2 separate regions of the Rattus norvegicus genome follow, and region 2 is linked to region 1. Evidence: chromatin contacts called from public Hi-C data. All regions are on one chromosome and are shown on one strand. The core of a region is the stretch at or near the end of the contact, and the rest is flanking DNA. Distances in the headings are between cores, read along the strand shown. Region 1 overlaps Fap (fibroblast activation protein, alpha). Region 2 overlaps Ifih1 (interferon induced with helicase C domain 1).

Region 1 (6,290 bases), core at 199-2,698:
GGTCACAGAGTGGCTGCAAGGCCCATTCAAGCAACACATGCGACGGTGCAGAGTCCCTCGGCTGGCCCTAGCTTTGTTTGAAATCTCTGTTACATGGACATGTAAAAGAGACCTAAGGATCCAGCTCTTCCCGAAAGGAAAGGCTAAAAAGGAAAAAAAATAGGATGATATCGAGAATGATTCAACTCCCTGTCTCCCAACTTGACCTTTTAGGAATCAGATAGCAAACACCTAACCTGAAGACTGTCACTCTCGAATCAACCCAGAAATGAAATTGTTTTCCCTGAATCTCTTAAAATTTTTTATATAGGTGATTTTCTATGTGTCAACAGAAAACTGTGTGTGTGAGTTTGAAACAGCAGTAAGTACTGGTCAAGCCAAGCTAATAAATGCAAACCAAGTGGAAAACAGAGGAATAGGAGACCAATATCACCTTATAGCCCGCCCGTGCATGAGAATCTCATAAGGAACAGATGGTAGCAAGTTCACAAGCGCTGGAGGAACGGGAACACGGTTTCTTCAGGCTTCTTGGAAAATGCCACATTTTAGACAATCACAAATTTTCAGAGATTATCAGCTCCACTCATTTGGAGTATAGTCAGCATTTTATATAGTCCCGAAGTCTTAATTTTATGTGATTTAAGGGTTAATGATGAAAAATTTTAAGAGAAAAAATATATATTATCATTCTTAATAGTGTCAAAAAGAAAACTCAAATAGCGTAATCAGTTAGTAGGATTCAAGATGATCTTAACCCAGAGTCATTTGTTTTAAAATGGGAAGGATATATGAAGTTCAGTTTAACCTCTGATATTTAAAAAAAAAAATACCTTTTTCACGTATTACTTTACTGTGTTGATTAAACCATATTATCAGTAGTTTCTGATAACTCACCTTCCAGGAAGCTTTCCAGATTTTGAGGATGAAGTTTATAGAGCCTTGTTGATCTCAGAAGGCTTGTTTTATCTAGCTAACCTTTAACCTAGTCCTGCCACGTTAAGTGTTAATGTGTCGTTTCCATGTTAACCACTAAACTATCATTTCCTGCAAATGTCATCCTTTCAGAATAAACCTAGCCAGGGAGCCGATAAGAATTTCCTGTTTCTGTGCATCACCTGTTATTTGCTTTGTGCCCCAGATGTAAGGCAGTATGATTGTTAGCTTCTAGGAGATCATAAAATCATGACCGATTTTATGGCTCAGAACTGTCTTCCAACACCAGTAGTGAGACTATCTTTTAACAAGAAAGCGAACCTCCTCGTCTCCCATTTTGATTTTGAAATGTGTGGGAGAATGGCCGAAGGGCCACGTTCTCGGCACGTTTGCTCGCTTTCCCTTGATCTGCTTCCACACAGGTAGCAATTTTCCATTTGCTACTCCGTTTCTTCCCTGTACACTCAGTGTCCTTCAGAATTCGTGTCGGGTAAGCTGTGACTAACGGGGCCTCTTCCCATCTGTTTGTCCCGGGCATTTGCCCAACTCCTCAATGCGTCAGAAACGTGCATGCTGAGTCGATGCAATGAGCGAAATGGTTGCTATAAAATCCCTTTAAGTAATTCTACAGAGCTGGCAAAAAGGGCTCAGAGGTAGAGCATTAGTATAGTAAACCTAAGGACCTGGGTTCAATTCCCAGAACAACAAAAGAAAAGAAGAAATTCCATTATTCCACTAACAAAAGAGACACGCATGTTCTACTTCCAGAAAACTGACAAGAAAGGCATAAACAGAAAGCAGAGGCCACACCAATGTGTTTTGGGGGCCACGCCTCCCTGGGTCCCTCCCTTCCATCTCCCTAATGTGGTGTTCTCCAGGGCCCACTCACTCAGTCACCCCTTCTTTCTTGCTTCTGATCCCTATAAAGTTTTCTTGGGGCTCTTAACCCACTCTCCCAGTGAGTCTCATTTTCTCTAGAATACTAGAGAATTGAGGTATAAACGAACGGCAAACATTGCTTTGGAAGCTTCCCGGGAGTCTTAAAGGTTGTTTTTATTATAGTCTGTTATTCCTAAAGAAATAAATTGTTTTGAAAACGTTTTAGAAATGTGATGGAGCTGAGCAAATCGTTTCAACATTTTTTTAAAAGGATACATGTAGATATAGTTAGTTGTTCATACCATAGTAAATTGGGGAGGGGGGCTCCTATTTATGAACAGCAAGAATAGATTTTTCATTGAATAGGACCTAGAATCAAAATGATGGTTATCAACAACTATGCAAATAAAGTGATACAAATTTAATAAAAATTGAATGGGCAGTGAAACAAAAACCCTTTCCAAGGCCCAAGGATTTAGAAATTTGGTACTAGTAGTGATGCCACTGTATTCTAACGAGGTAATCTGGGGACAGGCTTTGCTAACTGACAAGATTCAAACACTGGGCCTGAGGACACTGGGATCACTAAGGATGAAGAGTGGAGTCTAAGATGAGCCTTTTATCCTCTGCAGAAAACACGACACTATTATTTTAGCTGTTTGTAAATCCAGCCTTATTATGCATTTGTCTAAACAAAGAGATGAAGCGTTTCTATTAAAGCTTTGGATTAAATATGCTTGTGTAATGAAGTAAATGTCATGTGTACACAATTAAAATTCTAAAAATTTGTTTCTTTCACTTCAGAAAATTCATAGAAATGGGTTTCATTGATGAAGGAAGAATAGCCATATGGGGATGGGTGAGTTGTTTTATGTGTTCTCTGCCTGTTACTCAGTTCGGCAATCCTCATTTTCGAAAAGTGTTCGCTCAGAAGGGTTTTTTTTTTTTTTTTCACGAAATGTCAATGTTGCAACATAATTTAATCTGTCAATAGAAACAGTCAATTTGGATAATATCAGCTTTGAAGTGGTGGTTTTAAGTGTTTGTTCCTTTTTTTCCTGATTTAATTTTCTTCTTTGTGTAGCAAATGAATCCATAATTGACACATTTCACTTGGTTTTTAATACTAAAGTATAGCGTATTGAAACACACTATGCCCTTCAAAGGCTTGCTTACCTCTCTGATTTTGGATTTAATATTTATTTTATGTTTTGTATTTCATTTCCATAAAAATCTGAGCTAAGGGTTGACATGATAGGAACTTTTGGTATGAAAGTTGCTTACTATTTATCTGGAGCAGTGTGAACCTAACAGAGCTGTTAGGCGTTTTTGTTTTTGGGGAAAACCAAAGTATCCCTGGAGACCCAATGTGAGTTGAGTATAATTTGAAAGGAAGCATTATTTGGCTCCCTACCTGTTGGTCATGGACATGACACTCCCCCACCTGTCAGGGTTTATTAACAATAAACTCAGAAATGAGTGGCAGAAGTTATTCACTATAGGCAATGAAGTCATTAGTCACTCTAGAGAAATATTGGGGAGAGTTAGTTTGCCCATCATGAATTATGATAATTAATTACATCCGCCCATCATGAATTATTATTGTTGCCCCTTAAAGAAGCCTCCGTGCTTCACTTTTTGGTCTGAATGTGTACATGTGCAAGTCAATTTGCATCCGGTTTTGCTTGGTTATTGTCTTGGCTACCCTCTGTGAGCGAGGCCTGCACACGATGGAGGGGATAAAACCCAGCACTGAAAGGAAATCTGCAGAATCCAGCTCAACTCCCAGCTCACTGACCAGATGAAGGGCTCTGAGGAATTTGGAGAAAGTTGTTCTTTCAAGCCATTTGCTGCTTCTCAAAACTATCAAATGTTAAATATCTCAGCAGGGTGGGATTCAGCAGAATATTTTATAGGGAAATATTTCAGATAAGACCTTTTGTACTATCCACTGTTGTGAAATTCCTAAAGTAGATCTTTGACAGAGTTTCATTTTAAGCAAATCACATATAATCATTAGCATTTTATTATTTTTTTCTTGAGGCTCTGAGTAAGCATAACTAAAACTTTCCATTTCACTTACGGAACACGGTTAGGTATTACTTTGGTAGAGAATCCTCTACATGGGCTGACCTGAAAACCTACTCATCACCCAGAAGTACATTTATAACAACCCAGAGTCCTCCAATAAGAGCCGCTTACCATATCTGATTGTGTAAATGCCATCAAAAGAAATCGTATTTTATATTCCCTGCACTGCTGACTCTCTCGCATGGCCATGACCATGAAGCATGCTTGTAAGAGCACATTTTAAAGAAGAAAGCAATGAGTGGCTTGCCAATTCAGTCCATGCCTGAGTAGACCCAAGAAGGTTGGACGAAACAAGGTGTTTAAGCCACAATGCTATGTTCCTCTGTATATTGGTCCTTCCAGCTTGGGACATTCCACTCTTGTTAACGCATACATCTGGTCTCTGATATCCATTTCTTCATCCTCATAAATTATCATTATATCTCAACTAGGTCCATGTTAAGCAATTTTTTTCTGACATAATCTCATGCATTCCAGATTACCTTTCAACTACCAATATATCTGAGAATGACCTGGAACTCCTAATCTTCCTGAATCTACCTTCCAAGTGGTGGGACGACAAACATACACTACTTTCCCCAGTTTTGCATGATAGAGTTCTACCTTGACAAATCATATCCCCAGCCCTCATGCTAGGTTCTTCATGGATAAAAGGGTGAAACAGCCCAAGATTTGACTTTCATTTAGGGGAAGAATGTAGAAAAACAATGATTTCTGAAGAGATATACTTGTGCACAACATCAGGAAGAAACATGGTTAATTGTGGCTGGGAGAGCTAATAGAGGCATCAGATATGAGTCAACATCTTTGATGGACAATAATAGCTTAGTAAATAGATAATCCAGAGTGTGAAGATCACATTTCTTCTGGTCTTGATAAAGTAAAGACGCATGTGGGAGTTGGTCAAGTGTATGCAAAATTTGGAGATGCCTGGAGAAGTAAGTCATCTGATAACAAGGACCTAGCGGGCCACACGAAGGAAAGTGTGTGTAGCTTTTTGTATTCTGTGCCATTGTGATTGTCTTTTAAATGTTAGTATGCCTCTGAGTGTAGCCTTCACCCATCAATATTCTGTAGGTCATTGGAGCAAACTCTGGGGTTTCAAGCATGATCTGGTTGCAGAATTTGGCCACTTGCAGCCCATTTTTTTTCTAAATTTTATGTTTCAGTTGCGTATCTGTCGTCTCTCCTTCAGGACACAACTTCCATGGGCATCATTCTTAATTTACTCCAAACTAACCTTATCATGGTCTAAACAAGTCTTCATCATCTCTTAAGATCTCATCATGCACTGAGTCATCCAAATTAGAAAGCTTAGAAGAGTTGCTTCTTATCTTTAGACCTCTCTCTGAGATTCTGTTGATCAGTGAACTCTTTTTCCACTTCAAATTGCTAAGTAGCTATTACTATCCCAGATGACATTGCTTAATTTGAGCTTCTTCATGAGTCCTTAAACCAGGACTTCTCAAATGTTAGGTGTATGCCTAACCCAAAAAGTTTATTAAAATACAGCTTCCAGATCCTTACTACAACAGTGTCTACTAAGGCTCAGAATTGGCATTTCTGATCAAATCTAGAAATTGCTGATGCTTTTGGTCTATGAGCTTAGGTTGGGTAGTTTCCAATTAAGTTATTTTAATTGCTTTTTAACTGACTTTGGGAAAGCCTCAACAACTCCAATGTTGTTTAAAATGTTGTCATTCTAAAGTATTTTTTGACTTGCTTTTTTGGTTTTTCAGTCATATATATATATATATATATATATTCAACAGAACATTCAGTAACAAAATACAAAGATACAATAAGACTAGGCACAAACCTTCCTATCAAGACTGGACAAAGTAATCAAGTAAAAGGAAGAGAGTCCCAAGAATAAGTAAAGAGTCAGAGACACCCCAATGCCCACTGTTAAGAGGCCCGCAAAAACACCAAGCAAACAAACATAACATTTATGCAAAGGACCTAGCATGGACCTATGTACGCTTCATTATTGCTGTGAAGCACCACCATTTTTAATGTGTTATTTTTCCATACTCCATGGTGATCACAATATAATAAATAGTGACTATGTCTCCTTGTGTCCCAGGTCCTGGGCAACCTTGCTCCTGTCACCTTTTCAATCCTGTTTCTCCCAGATCTGATGAATAGCCAAACTACAGTTGTGTTTTGCTGTTCCTATGACAGCATAAACTTCCTAGCAACGCTTCCATGTACTTCCTCCATTGCTCACCCTGACCCTCTAAAATGGAAAACCACTTGTTCCTGAAGATCCAGCCCAATACAAGAATCATAGTGTTGCTTTAAGTCTGTACTCTTCTTAAAGGAACAGCCATCTGCTTCTTCCACAAGTATTGAGGTTCTTCAAGAGAATGGATTGTATCTTTCTT
Region 2 (6,544 bases), core at 3,134-5,633, 110 kb before region 1:
GAGAGCTTGTAGAGTAAACTGGACAGGCTAGAACCCTGCCAGGCTCGCAGGAGTCCTCTGACCTGCAGGGTCTTCCGTGCCTGCGTCTGTGAATAGGTTAGTCTTATCCTGAGTCTCTCCAAGCCAACCGTGCAGGGTCGCTTGCTTAGGAAGTTACGATGCCTCTGCTCCAGAGCTTTGCTTTAGGAGCAGCTGCTAAGAAATGACTCAAGTTATTACCGGTTTCTGCTCATTTTGGTCTTATGATCGTAGGTTCGTCTGAGCTTAGGAACCAAGGACTACCAATGAACAAACCAACAAACAAAACAACTTGTTGTTGACTCAGAGAAGTCACTTCCTGTTTGTTTCTTCATTTTGTGCTGGTGACTGCATTCATGGCCTCTCTCATGCTGGGCCAGTGCTCTGCCACTAATCTCTATAGCCTCACCCATGGAGTTACTTGGCTTGCAATACTTTACTGCTAAATTTAGTAGAGGCTGTTTGCCTATCCAGTCGTTCTTAGCATTAACGATGAAAATATCTGTGAGAGCGTGCCACGGGTTGATACATTTGCACAGTGCTGTGCACAGCTTATTGATGAAGATAGTGTGCCATTATTTTGTTCCAACAAGATGGGTTAATACTCTTAGTGGTCGCTAAAAGTAACAACAGCAACAAGGGCAACAACAAACCTTGTTTCTTAAGCTGCATGTGTGTTTTGTAAACTCGGATTTTTTTTTTTAAATGTGCAATAATAAAAGATAGGAGAAGTCTGTAATTTTAGATTGGGATATTGCTTATTATCTTTCTGAGCCAGTTCGCACGTCTTTTAGTCCATAGTTGCATTTAAGTCTATCAGCTGTAAGTAGCTTTTCCTGAAGGTCCTTCAGGAATCGCTTTTACAACCTTCTACCTCCTTCACACCTCACCAGACAGCGCAGTGGCTCGAGCTAAACTGGTTTTAATGACATTTATCCTTCCTCCAAAGGGCGACAGACTAGAATCTCCTGTGGAAAGTTCTAGATGATCGTTTCACCCTCTCAGCACATGTGGGGGTTGGCATTTCTTCTTTTCTGCTCCTTCACTATTCAGGATTGACTGCTTGCACTGACTGGAATTACACACACACACACACACACACACACACACACACACACATACACACACCATGTGTGTTTACCACATACCTTACGTGTAGGGTAGGAGACACACTGAGAGAAATATGGGGAATTTAGGGGAAGCAGGAGGAGGAAAATGGGGAGTAACAATAATATGTTATTGAAGACAGTTATGAAATTCTCACAATAAAGAAAAATGCCTGAGAGAGATGCTGTCTCCCCCCCCCCCTTGAAATGCAGTTTTTTCTTGGTTTAATTAAAATAAACAAAGATTTCCTTTAAAGCATTGTCTTTCCCAAATTAACACAGTAATTTCTAAATGGCAGCTGCACATTTTAGAACTGCAGTGGGATGGTCATGATGTATATGGCTCTCCTGCCTTCTGAAGTCACTGGCAATTTTAGAACAAAATATCACAGAATTTTGATGTTTCCTTTGACCATATTTACGTGGAAGACTCCAAAGGGACTTATCCCATTCTACAGATTATTTTAATTCTATACAGTTACAGAAAAATTAAAGTCATTTCTAAATATCTGCTATTGCTTGGGCAAAACAAGTGAGTAGTTACTTTTTAACGTGGCATTTTTATTATTCTATTTTAGGAAATGAAGTGCTATGGTAAAATAAAAGTATAGTAAATGAAAAAAAAAGTATAGTAAATGAGATTTCAAACAAGGGGACTGCTACTGGGTTTGGAAGGAACACTTTTACATAACACTGCACAAACAACAAATCCTGAAGCTTCTCTTTGGATCCATTAGAGCACCTTGTTTGGACTCTAGAAATGCAAGTACCTCAGAACGATCAGCAGAGGGCGCTTTGACATTTATAAAGAGAGGATGTCTCTGCTCCAGTGTGGAAAATGATAATGTAACTAGCGTGCCATGTGTGAATATACAGTGCGCATGACCCAGCACGCGTGTGTATATTTTGATTTATATATTCGTTCACGTGAAGATTTTAAAATTCCACCCCAGCTAATGAGCTCACCAACCTGCTTGTTTTCAGACTGTAATACCTTCTTTTTCATTCCCCCATATGTTCAGCTCCTTAGGTTTATCCGGTGACATTATGCTTTGGAATATATTGTGAAGATATTTTGCATAGATCATGTTCTGTAGGAGGGGTTTAAAAATTGACCTTTATAAAACAGGCTCTTTCTCCCTGGCCCAATCTGTCACAGCACTTTTTTGGTAGTTGTTGTTTTGTTTTGTTTTTTGTTTTCTGTTTTTTGTTTTCTGTTTTTGTTTTTGTTGTTCCTTTTCATAGACCAAAAGTCCAATCTTAGGCTCAGTCTATACTTATTTCTGTGAAAGTGTCACGAAATTTATCCTTGCACTTAAGGATCCGAATAGCGCTTCTTATCCCTAGCCTGTAGAAAAATCTAGCAATTTTTTAGAAACCTAGAAATAAATGCCACAACATTTGAAGCTAAAGGAAGACCATGACTGGAGCAGTATATTACCGTTTCAGAGTTGGCTCATATTATGTGGTCCATCCTTCATATTTTCTTAAATTCAGTTACCATTCACTGGGTTTGCAGTACTGCAGGGGCCATTTAAGGGTAGATAGTAATTTGAAGAGAGGGGGAGGGAAAGGGAGGAGTATGCTGGGATTAATGCTTATGAAGGATTTTATGTTCCTTCTTTTCTAACCGAGCGTGTTCTGTGACTCACAGCTGCACAGCTGTTCTAAAAGGGCTATCAGCCAGTCATCCAGAGTTGGGCGATAATGCCACGGGTATTTTTATCAGTAAGAAAACTGAGTAGTGCATGTCTACAGCGAAATTAATATAGATTGGGTTTATTTTATAACTTCAAACAACTCTTTGAGCAGGATCATCACAAAGCGATGGTCTCAAATTTTGGTTTGATTATCAGAACTTACCTTCTCTACCTTGAGTTGTGAAGAAGGACTGAAAGCCAGACTAGTGGCAAGAGAGAATTGAGTTGGTCAGGGCACACCAAACCATTTTGTTCATATCTTAATATGATATGCTCTGGATAGGAAAATATGTATCACAAGCTCTCAAAGACAAACAGTAACCAAGTCAAGGAAAATCAATAGAAAGGAAAGAAAAGCCCCAAATCTAGGTGTTAAAGGGTTTGGAGGCAGACTTGAGAAAGAAGGAAGGTTACCCCAAAGAACCTTAGCTAGGCGGGAAGGACAGACATTCGTCTGAGCCATGGACGGCTGCCTTCTGGTGGTTTTGTGAACAGATGTGACTGATAACATTTCAGGCTGAGTGAACGTCACCACTAAAGGAAGTTATAAGAAAGCTTGAAGTGTGTCAGAAATGTGATGTAAGAGGGTGACTGGGGACAGAAATACACATTAAGACCTCTAAGACCGAAGAGAACTAATGTGTCTTAGAGATTTTTCCTGCTGTTGCCCAAGGAGAACAAACAAAACAAAACGAAAATTAAAACTCCCTTAAATTAATATTTCATTGTCTGGATATTCATGAAATACCATCACAGTGCATGTAAGAAATTACCCCAGGGCATCACGCTGGCAGCTTGGCATTGCTCATGATGAGAAGATGTGTACCTTGGAAGTTGGCAGTCATTTTAAGCCCCGGCAAGAACCTGTCATTGAGCATTACCTGGGCACCCTTAGTGATATCTGCGCTTGCACTTCCCTCCGGTCTGGTTAGGATCGCTTAGGTCCTTCAGCCTTTCCAGCAGGCATCTATGAATTTAAAGTTTCCAAGTCATCTTCTTCTTTCTTACAGTCCATGGCTGCTGTTAATGACAGGACTTCTAGTGTGGTTATCAAGGTCTAGAATTGTGAATGTCTAGAACATTCTACCTTCATCATTAAGTTAGGGGGTAAGTTCTCCTGGTAGGTGTAGTCACTTTTACAACCCTATATTTTAATAACGTTCTTTCTGTGTTTGGCCCCTGGAGCAAAGGATAGCAGGCAGAGATGATAAACGTTAAGCCAACATCGTTATGCATGACTCATATTTAATTCTAGCTGACATATTTCAGCACACACATACATGCGCATGCACACATGTGCACACATGTGCACATGCACACACGCACACACGCACACATGAGTGCGCTTACACACGCACATACATACACACATGCATGCACGCACTTACGCAAACACACATACACCTATAAACAGGAGCAGAGGAGCTCCACGAATGGCCATGTGGGCCTGTGGCTCTAAGAGAGATTTTCTTTTTCTCTTTGGGGAACTCATTTCCTAGAAGCTTGGATCCAGGATAGAATATGCAAGGTGGGTGGAGGTGGCTTCTCTCCATTCTGCAGGAACACATGTTCCCTGGCACACAGAGCGAACTATGACAGACCAAAATGTGAGCGTGTGTGTAGATCCATATACATAGAGCTGAAAATAAAAGTAATCTATTTCCTCTCAAAGAAAAGATTGTTATTCCTAAAGAAAAGGAAATATGTATTATTAGCAGTATGAAAGTAAGCCCGTTTAAGGGGTCCACGCAGCCTTGTGTCTGTGCCAACACAAGGACGTGCTTCAAGCTCTTGGGTTAATCTGTGGCAAGAGCATTATGTTTTTTTTTCTTTTTCTTCCTTTTTCTTTTTTTCGGAGCTGGGGACCGAACCCAGGCCCTTGCGCTTGCTAGGCAAGCGCACTACCACTGAGCTAAATCCCCAACCCCGGCAAGAGCATTATGAAACTCGAGGAAAGATAGGTATGATGTTCAAGTGTAAGGCAAGGTCACAGTAAGAGAAAAGTATGACTTCTCTGAGAGATGGAATTCAGTGAGGTGTAGACCCTGTCCCCACCAGCTCCAGGGAGAACAGAACAGAGCATATATGTTCTTCACCGAGGTACAGGGAAATCCTTTTCGCTGCCGCTGTTTCCTGCCGCATGTAAACCCACTTTTCACCACAGAGAGAAGCTGTGATGGATTGCTGCAAGAAGGAAAAGATAGAGTCCGCAGCGTGAAAAGTTTCTAGACTAGGAGAAAGTCTACCTGAGGGAAAAGAAGTTGCGTTTTACTTAAGGGAGCCTTATAGGAAACACAGTATTATTTGTTCATTGCCTGCTATACTAGTATATTCCAGCAGAGGGCAGACGTTGCATTAAAATGAATCTAAACTCGCCAACCCTCCCACCTCCCCATCTTTGCTTTCAATATTTTATTGTGAATTTTTTTGGTTTCTAAACGATTTTTAAAATGTTTTAAAAGTATGTAAGGTCTATAACACATTAAAAAATACGAAATTTCTAAGATTCCAGTAATATTTTTTACTATTACCAAAATATTCAAAAACGTGTTTCCAAAATGAAGAGATTTTTTTTTGCCCCCACACATGATTTTACAGCCTCTCTTAGAGATTACTGTCATTGTAAGCAAAGCTGTTGTTTTTATCTTACTTGTGAAGTTATTATTCTTTATTTTTTCTTATTTTGAAAATCCATCTATCTCCTAATTGAACAAGTATGATTTTTTCCTCTGGCCCCAATTAATTCCATATAGACAACTATATTAATAGACATGCCTGCCATTTTCAAATTTATTTCCTAGTTGGCTTTGATCACTCCCTTAGAAGAAAATGACATATGTAAAAGTCAATTAAGCCCATTGAACACTGTGATTCCAATATATGATACAAATCTACAAGAGTTTATTAAATTTATTTCCCTTCAAAAATCTTGTCCCTGGTTTAACAGGATCACCATTACAATAAAATGTAAAACTGTAGAAGCGACTATCTGTAATTTTAAATGGAAACAAGCCACCTGTGAGCAGTGGCTGAGTTCAGATCTGGGAGGCATCCCTGGTCTCCAAAGCACCGGATCACTTCACAGGAAAGCCGTGCCTCCAACCTCTGCTTTGCATGTCTTCTCTAAGAGGAAAAGTGCATTGCTTTGAATCTTAGAACCTTCCAGACTGACCTGCCTTGGAAACGTCAAAGACAAAAACAGGAGGATCATAAGTAAATCAGTTGTAGCAATTCACTTTTGCTACATAGACTCGAAACATGGTTTGTTGTTGTAAAAGAAATGCATCAACAATTTCTTGGTATTGCTTTTCTGGAGGTATATATGCACACGTGCACGCACATTTTCTTAAATCGATTTCAAAGAGAAAACCTGCAGGGAAGGAACTTTCAGTGCCGCTGGAGATAGACTATTTTCTTTATTATTAGATTTCTTTTCTTTAATGAATCTATTCTAAGAAAGAACAAATAATATTGCACAAAAAAGGGCTGCTTGGGAAATTACATTGCCTTTTGTGAGGAGAAGCTGGGGCTTGCGTGCACTTTAAACAAAGCAAGGGAGCTCTCTGTCCACCTTTTTACCGTTACAGTGATCTCTTGACCGAGTTGCTAAGATTGGGTTTGTGCTTTGAAGGCAGAAGCGTCCCTTCGTGATAGGTGTGCAAGTGCAAGTGTGGAGAAAGGAGTGGAAAGTTGGTGTCCATCCATGAGTCAGAATGTATT

What was found. Hi-C and Micro-C count contacts between places; a contact is called where the count stands out from the background.
Region 2: a contact with region 1 is called in a Hi-C map of frontal cortex, with 3 times the contacts expected there. The contact joins two enhancer-like sites. A contact is called at or near these places in 2 of 12 Hi-C or Micro-C datasets (Schwann cells and frontal cortex).

The regions. Positions count from the first base shown.
Region 1 is chr3:67,555,294-67,561,583 of GRCr8, reverse strand. Fap (fibroblast activation protein, alpha) reads left to right here. Exons shown (of 26, transcript NM_138850.1): 21 at 2,617-2,671. Among named protein-coding and RNA genes, the nearest start is that of Gcg, 27 kb to the right of the region's middle. Within about 2 kb of position 1,448, at least 5 of the 93 cell types and tissues checked have an H3K27ac peak or open chromatin away from gene starts, as enhancers often do.
Region 2 is chr3:67,665,155-67,671,698 of GRCr8, reverse strand. The region is part of intron 3 of Ifih1 (interferon induced with helicase C domain 1); the gene reads left to right. Among named protein-coding and RNA genes, the nearest start is that of Ifih1, 16 kb to the left of the region's middle. Within about 2 kb of position 4,383, at least 11 of the 93 cell types and tissues checked have an H3K27ac peak or open chromatin away from gene starts, as enhancers often do.